Linked DNA regions of Hordeum vulgare: region 1 is linked to region 2. A link is a contact called in public Hi-C data. All regions are on one chromosome and are shown on one strand. The core of a region is the stretch at or near the end of the contact, and the rest is flanking DNA. Distances in the headings are between cores, read along the strand shown. Region 1 overlaps LOC123445391. Region 2 holds the start of LOC123445391.

Region 1 (4,184 bases), core at 162-2,661, 36 kb before region 2:
GCCACGGGCAGAAGTAGCACTACGCCACGTGCGGCAAACGACGCGACAACGGAGGAGGGGTTTAGGGGGCACACAGACGAGGATCTCCTAGATGAAGATCTCATCCGGGAGGTCGCGATTGGAAGCCTCCGCCATGGTCGCTGGTTAGGAGCGTGGAGTGGCGGCGGCTGGTGGGAGATTGTGTGTGGTAGTGACGGCGGAGGCAAGCACGGGTCCTAGTTGTTGACCGAACTCTTTGTTTCTTTTTTTCTTTTTTTAAGCAGATGACCGTTGCAGGCGTTGGTTAAAGGCAAATTTTCCTAACGAACGCCTGCAGGCGCGTTAGATGGGCTGGCCCGTTTCTCTATTTATTTTGTATGTTTTTTTCTTCGGTGTCCAAAAATGCGCAAACCCAATTTGGCGCTGGTTAAAGGAAAATTTCCCTAACCGGCGTTAGATGGGCTGGCCTGTTTCTTTGTTTATTGTGTATTTTTTTTTTCTTCGGTGTCCAAAAATGTTAGCAAAAGAAGTGGGCATGGAGTGGTGAGTCAAACCGCTGACCTCCAGTTTCTAAGCGCAATGCCCTAACCAGTAACCACTACGCCACACAACCTTTTGTGACTATTTTTATCTTTCTAGTTCTTTAATTACTTCCACTTTTTCTTTCTTTTTTATTTTTTCCTGTTCTGGTTTGCTAAACTTTTTTTATGAAGTTGTGAACCTTTTTCTAAAAGTTGATAAATTGTTTTTCAATTTTTGATGAACTTTTTTCAAATTTAGTGAATGTTTTTCAAATTTGATCAACTTTTTTCAAATACGATGAATTTTGTTCAGATTTGATATACTTTTTTTGGAAATCCATTAACTTGCTTTCAAATTCGATGAACGTTTTTCAAATTCGATGAACTTTTTTCAAATATGATGAACTTTTTTGGAAACATCGATGAAGTTTTTCAAAATTGATGAACTTTTTCTGGACTGGTGAACTTTATTTTTAAAAATTGATGAATATCTTTTCGAATTTTTTAAATTTTGGAAGAATCTATGAACCTTTTTTCAAAATCAATGAACTTTTTAAAACTCGTGAATTTTTTTCAAAATTGATGAACTGTTTTTCAACATTAATGAATTGTTTTTCCACATCAATGAACTTTTTTCCAAAATTGATGAATTTTCTTGAGTGCATGAACTTCCCTAATTCATGATTTGTTTCAAATCTGTGTGCTTTCAAGTTTTGTTCACATGTTTTTGAAAAAAGTTTACATTTTTCTAATATGTATGTGCAATGAATAGCGCGCTACAATTGTTATGCGAGATTCATTCGAGCTAAATGGTCCTAGTTCGATTCCTTGTGGGAGCAATGTCCGGCGCTTCCCTCTTAGTTAGTCCAGCCAGACATTAATCCATTTCAGCCCAGAACTTCATGCATTCCGGTAATGGGCCAGCCATGTACTCGTCCTCAAACCTTCCTCCTTATTTCGGCAAGGTTCAGAATGTTCCACGCCGTCTTTTTTCATCTCTTTTCTGTGTTTTATAAAACAAATCGGATTTTTTTCTTGTCATTTTCCCATTTAAAAATTTCCTAATATTTTTAAAATAATTTCAAAACCAAACCCATGCACATGTTCGAATTGGTGAGTTTTTTAAATTCATGAAAAATTTATCAAATTTGTAAACATTTATTTCCAAATTTGTGAATATTTTTTTTAATGAGTATTTGTCAAATCCACGTAGATTTTTTAATTCATGTTTTTTTCAAAACCAGAAAAAGGTAAAATAAAAATAAACTCCCTAAACTTTTTTTTAATTCAGCAATTTTTCAAAATTAAAATATCCGTTAGCCAGTTTCTTTCCCGAGCCAGAAGAGCAGCAGTAGCAAAAGCGAGTGAAAAAACGAGCTAAAAGCTTGCACATGTACGTTTTCGTGCAATAATATGACATGTGTATCATGTGTAAAAAGGAAAAATAAACTTAACTTACCAAATTCAGTGGTGCCCAAAATATTTCCAAATCCTCTGTAGTAGCCAAGGGCAAATATGGTCTCCTTCACTGATCATTGGCTCTGAAATGGCTAGAATAGCATGTACCAGACAACATTATATAATCCCAAAATTGATAACATTATACTCCCTCCGTTCCTAAATATAAGTCTTTTTAGAGATTTCAGTAATGAATACATACGAAGCAAAATGAGTGAATCTCACTCTTAAATGTACCTACATACATCCGTACATAATCCCCTAGTAAAACCTTTAAAATGACTTGTATTTAAGAACGGAGGGAGTATGAGACATATCAAATTTTACCTCGAACAGAATAATTTAGTAAATTGATTGATTTTGCATACCAAGCCCTGCAAGTGCAGGGGGGAAATGCACCTATATAATTTTGGAAGGAAAATTCTTTCCATGAGGTAATATATATGCAAGGCTCTCCTATAGGTGGTCTCGAAAGAAAACACTGAAATATGTCCTAGTTGGCAGGGTTTCATCAGCAAAACAAAAAAAATCCGGCGTAGTCTCGGGCACTACCGAAATAACTGTCTATGCCGTCGGCACAGGACGAAAACCATTGGGATAGGCCTATGTCAACGGCAGCCATCGGCATAGGTATGTTAGCAACTTGTACGTCAGCGTATCCAAAACAGGCGCCCCTAATCAGTCTGAACACGCGTGCTCGTCAAGACAAGCTCATTGAAACATTAAAAGGAAAACACAACTTCATCAACGATGATGCAAGGTTAGAGCACGTCCATTCTCAAACAGACCACCGATAACAGAACTCTTGGCTATTGATGGTAAATTTAATTGCAGAGAGCAGTAACAGAAACTAGAGTGTTCCTAATGTCTTAACCTGATCATGCAAGGAAAGATGATCTTTCTTGGAGCTAACTACAATACTGGGCATGACCAGTTGCTTTTTTGAAGCCCTATCTATAGATTGTCGGGTATCACTACCTGTCCGAACAGGACCACTGAGCCAGGATCAGTCGGTCTGTGCTACCACTATATATCTTCAAAGGCACTGCACATCAAAAGAAATTTGGTGCACTAATTAAAACAAAAACAAAATAAAGATTCATTTGAGACTAGCAATATCAGATGGTATAGAGAAGCTACCTTCTAGCAACTGGAAATTCTGAACAAGACGATTAATTACCAGAATAAACATAACTTCAGTTACGCTTCGGCCATGGGTTATTTTCCTCAAATTTCCAAGGTGCCAGCGCTATGCTTGATGGAGCATAGTCAACAGACTGCAGGAGATTTTGTGCCCGTCTGATTTTGTTTACTAGTTCCTGCAGTTTCATTGTGGTCTCGCTAACGGTGCCAGTAGGCTTAAGTGATGCATGCTCACTTGAGGTCTTGAGTTTCTTACAACTGGGGGGACTTGATTGCTCATTGGTAAAGAACTGAGGAGACTGTCCTGAATTGGCCATAGGAGACGTCGGACAGTCTGCTTGGCTGTTCATGCAACATTCACCAGTTTCATTGGGTGCGAGTTGCACTTTTGAATCGGTGACCTCCAGAGAATCGTCAGGCTCACTTGACGTCGTGAGTTTCTCGAAACTGACGGGACTTGATTGCCCATCGGTTAGGAACTGAGGAGACTGTCCTGAATTGACCACAGGAGACGTTGGACAGTCTGCTTGGCTGTTCGTGCAACATTCAACGGTTTCATTGGGTGCGAGTTGCACTTTTGAATCGATCGCCTCCAGAGACGCGTCAGGCTCTTCATTCATGAACTTTTGTGGTTCCTCTTCACCGTCTATTTGACTTTTCATGCAGCACCTGCCATTTGTATTGGCTGGATGTTTTACACCTGGATACGCCAACTCCTGGCATTTTCCTATTTCTTGCTCCAATGAATCAGATGATCCATTCAAGCATCTTTGTAGTACCTCGTTACCATCACAAGATTGCTCAACATCGTCATCTGAGCTGCTACTTCCTGTATCTGTATACCAATAGCAAACAAATATTATTGTGCAAAAAAGGTAATTGCTCTAGTACAAGGTAACTCCAGAAAAATAATTTGAACGATAGTCATAAAGGTTTTGGATAATGTAATCATTAAGATTTCACTTTGGACAGGGGTTTTGCAGCACTGGCAAGAGGGTGCATTACAGTGGTGGTTCTGAAATATTTTTGCTTGAGATTATAGGAGCCTTGTGTGATCATTGCAAACTTCAAGGCATGCTGCTG
Region 2 (4,236 bases), core at 532-3,031:
TGATGCGGCCTTCCACCCTTCCCGCATCAAGATGTGTACCCTTTGTGCACGCAGTCATCGGGACATCAACCACCTCCTAATCGCTTGTGTATTCTCTCATAGGGTGTGGTTTTGTATCATGTGATGGATTGATGTTGCACAGTCTGCTCCTACAAGGCATGACATGTTACAATCCTCATGGAGCCTAGCCCGATACTGGCTCCCCATTGAGGTTAAGGGTGGTTTCAACTTGGTGGCCACTGCATCATGCTATCCATTTGGCTGGAAAAACCATTGGGATTAGGAGTGGTTTCAAGCGGCCACTGCACCATGCAATCCATTTGACTAGAAAGAAAGAAATTTGTTTTCAAGAAGAAATTCATGTCAGCAACACATGTAATTAACTAGATCAAAGATCTGCCGACAGAGAAAGTTGGTAGGCAATGGTAGTCAAGCAAGAATCATTCCTTAGCCTTAGTTGCGGTGGTGGTGTGGCTATATCTGGCACCTTTGAATATCTTCTTGTAGTTGTAACCCCTCTATACCTTTAATATATAGATAGATGCAAATTGAGGGTACTCACAAAAAAAGTAGGCAGAGGTAAAACAAAGATTGAAACACAAGCGTTGGGTGGCCTGTGAGGACCATAAAAGGAATTTGCAGCATCATGATCCTACTACTACGATTGCAATACTACAAGCAAGGGCAAACAGTTGATCCTAAGTTCCTAAATTGTCTATCATGTAAAAATAGGCAGATTATTTTGACTATGGTTCTTTTTTTACACTTTGTCTCCATTCCATTAATTATTATCTATAGATTGTATGATATGTCCATCCAATTAGTTACATCTTTACCTAATAGTCACCTAAAGCTTAGTTAGCAAGAGAGACCAAAGCAAATTGGGGTTAGGGAATTTTGATCAGGAAAATATTGTCAGCTTGCCTAGGTTCAGTGGAGATGGAAAATTAGTGAAAGATGAGCTTTGATAGGTGAATTGCAAAATGGGATTGGGTCATAGGCTATCAAGTTTACTTCTTCTTTACCACGATTTTGTGCTATCCTATAAGCAGACGCGTTTCAGTGAAATGTACTTTGAAACCACCATAATCAAGAGATGCCAGGCCTCCCCCTGTCGTCGCCCCCTTCATGTACGATAACAAGGACATCTATTGGGACTTCTTTTAACAGGATTTCCCTTACAGTACAGATACTGCTGAATGATATGTGACATATGCAACAAGGCCCTCGACTTAACCACGGGAATGTGCATAGAGCAGCGCATAAATCTCATCATGAAACAATACCACCAATGCTGACCACCGGAAAACTTTGGTGTGGCAATGACTGCTGTATTTACCTGAATCTGAATTTCTTGCTGTTCCCGGCCCGTCCCAAGCCCACGTATCTTGAAAAAACCTGAGATTATGCACAAAAAACAAAACGGATTGAGTCGGGAACTACTGGCAACACGGAACCAACCTTTGAAACAAAGAACTTTTGGGGACTGGCCAGGTCAATGCGCCATCGATGGGGATTCTTTTTGCCGGTGAATAAAAAGACATTGGGGATTTATTTATTTTTTGCAGAGGAGGCGGCGCGGGGTGGGGGGTGGGGGGAGATGGGGAAGGGGCGGAGGAGGGGAATGGGGAGGCGGCGCACCTGAACTCCGCGGGAGAATCGACCGGCGGAAGACACCAAGCGCCGCCTCCTGGAGGAGCGGGCGGCGGCGCACCTGGGCTCCGCGAGAGAATCGGTCGGCGGAAGAGCCGTTCGGCGAGAGGGGCAGGGTCGACAAAGGGTTCCGCCGTTGCAGCGGTGTCGACTGTCGAACTCTCACCTAATGGGCCCCTCGCCTAATCGGGCTAGGCAAGAGCAGCCCTGGATGCTTTTCCTTTTGGGCCTTTGTAGCAACACCAGGCGACCCTTATAAAATGTAAGCACGAGGGACAAAGGAAAAGACCATCCGGGTAGAAACCAAGAAAACAAATGCAGAAAACCAACTTAATAAACTGAGAAAAATATTTACAATAAAATTGCCACCAAAATCTAGGAATCTATATGTCTAAAAATAGGTAAGAAAATATATTAGCTGATAAAATTGCAATGTTATACTACTTGTTAAACTACCACACAAAAACATACATACAAAAAGAAAAATGCCATGATTGAGTACAACTAGCAAAATTTGCATGGTCTATGTTAAAAAAAAGTATACGCAAGCACCTAGTAAAATTGCAACGATTTTCTATTTTTCATGACTTAAGACAAACAGAATTATCATTAAGTTTGACATTGGTCTAATACAAGAAAGATTACCAATACTACATACAATAATACTACCATGGTTTAAAAATAAAAATGCCATAATGTACATAATGAAATTGCCATGGTGCCTACAAATAAACTACAATGATCTAATAAAATAAAATATTCATGATCTAAATAAAACAATTGCCGTGTTTTAGATGATATAAGTGCAATGTTACCTACAAAAAACTACCTTGATATACTTAATAAATTGTTGAGGGTGTAAAATAATATTAATAAAATATCGACCATGGTCCAACAAATAAATTTGCTATAGTATAAAACTTCTATTTTCATGGTCCGATATAATTTTGCAATAGTCCATAAATTTTGCCATAGTAAAATTATTTTCCATGGTAGACAATATACCATGGATTGTCCGGTAAATTTTGCTATGATCCCAAAAAAATGCCATGGTCCATAACGAAAATTTACCATGGTCCCAAAAAAATGCAATGGTCCAAAACATCATGACAAAACACCTTTGTAGATCATGGCAAATGTGGATAAAAAAAATTAGGAATTTGCAATGTGCACATGGAATTTTTTTAAGAAAAAGTGTTGTGTCAAAAACAAATGGCAACTTTTGGTAATTTGTAACGGGTACATGGCAAATATAGGAATTATGTTCTTTTTAAAAGATGGAAAATTTAGGAACTTGCCAACATGGCAAGTCTTAGAAATTTTGTACTCTAAAAGATGAAAGGTTTTGAAAACTCGTAATTGGGCACATGGTAAAGATAGGGATTACTTTCTTTAAAAACATGGCAAATTTAGGAACTTGCCATCGACACGTGTCAAGTTTGAGAATTTTGTTCTCTGAAAGATGAAAAGTTTTGAAAATTTGTAATTGGGAACATGGCAAATTTAGGAAATTTCTTCTTTAAACAGAAAAGATGGCGAATGTTAAACAAGTTGCCATGGACACATGGCAAATTTAGGGTTTTGTTCTCTAAAACACATGGCAACTTTAGGAAAAGATGTAATGAGCACACCGAAAATTTAGGGAAAATGATTTATATTTTTTTGCAAAGATAGTTAACTCACGGAATTTCCACGTACCAAAAGTAGGCATATCCAGCGCAGGACTTGAGAAGATCTAGTGCATAGTGGACGACTAAAGCATCCTGATAATGTCAGAAGAGATCGTGGTAGACCGAATCTGACATGAAAAGAGTCTGTAAAGAGAGATTTGAAAGATTGGAGTATCACTAGAGAACTAGCCATGGACAGGGGTGCGTGGAAGCTTCCTATCCATATGCCAGAACCATGAGTTAGTCGCGAGATCTTATGGGTTTCACCTCTAGCCTACCCCAACTTGTTTGGGACTAAAGGCTTCGTTGTTGTTATTGTTGTTGTTGTTGTTGTTATTGTTGTCAGTGGCGGATCCAGGATTTCAAGTTACCCGGGGTGGACTTTTCATGGAAACAAAAATCAGGGTCAATCAAATAAAACAAAATGCCCAAGCAGTATCCACTCAAGCAAGACGATCAACATAGTTTTTCACGTGATCGATTTTTCAGATCGTCCGTCCATGAAAAATGTGTGGAATTGGGAAGGTCAAGACTCAACAGTGTAGGCGCACTCATGGGCTCAAATTCAATTGGGCTTTTACTACACATGTGTGTGACTTAACCGTTGGCCCATCTCATTAAGCGAAGCGGTATTTTCTCTCCTCTTATCTTCTTCCTCCCCGATCTTCACAGCGAGGCATGCATACAAACGTCAAAAAAAGAATGAAGCTTCAATCTCACCCCCATGATGACCAAAGTAGTACATAGGGTATCTTAGGTTTCAAAAGTTTACCTGGGGCAGTCTGTTGGGGAACGTCGCATGGGAAACAAAAAATTTCCTACGCGCACGAAGACCTATCATGGTGATGTCCATCTACGAGAGGGGATGAGTGATCTACGTACCCTTGTAGATCGTACAGCAGAAGCGTTAGAG

The links. Hi-C and Micro-C count contacts between places; a contact is called where the count stands out from the background.
Region 1: a contact with region 2 is called in a Hi-C map of leaf, with 2.5 times the contacts expected there. The contact joins the enhancer-like site here to the promoter of LOC123445391 in region 2. A contact is called at or near these places in 2 of 6 Hi-C or Micro-C datasets (leaf and seedling).

Annotation. Positions count from the first base shown.
Region 1 is chr3H:587,225,763-587,229,946 of MorexV3_pseudomolecules_assembly, reverse strand. It overlaps LOC123445391, which reads right to left. Exons shown (of 9, transcript XM_045122369.1): 8 at 3,139-3,936; 9 at 2,753-3,003. The coding sequence ends at 3,155. Among protein-coding and RNA genes, the nearest start is that of LOC123442126, 15 kb to the left of the region's middle. Within about 2 kb of position 1,411, at least 2 of the 3 cell types and tissues checked have open chromatin away from gene starts, as enhancers often do. A contact at or near this core is called in leaf, where this site is marked.
Region 2 is chr3H:587,190,567-587,194,802 of MorexV3_pseudomolecules_assembly, reverse strand. It overlaps LOC123445391, which reads right to left and starts at 1,781. Exons shown (of 9, transcript XM_045122369.1): 1 at 1,642-1,781; 2 at 1,340-1,398.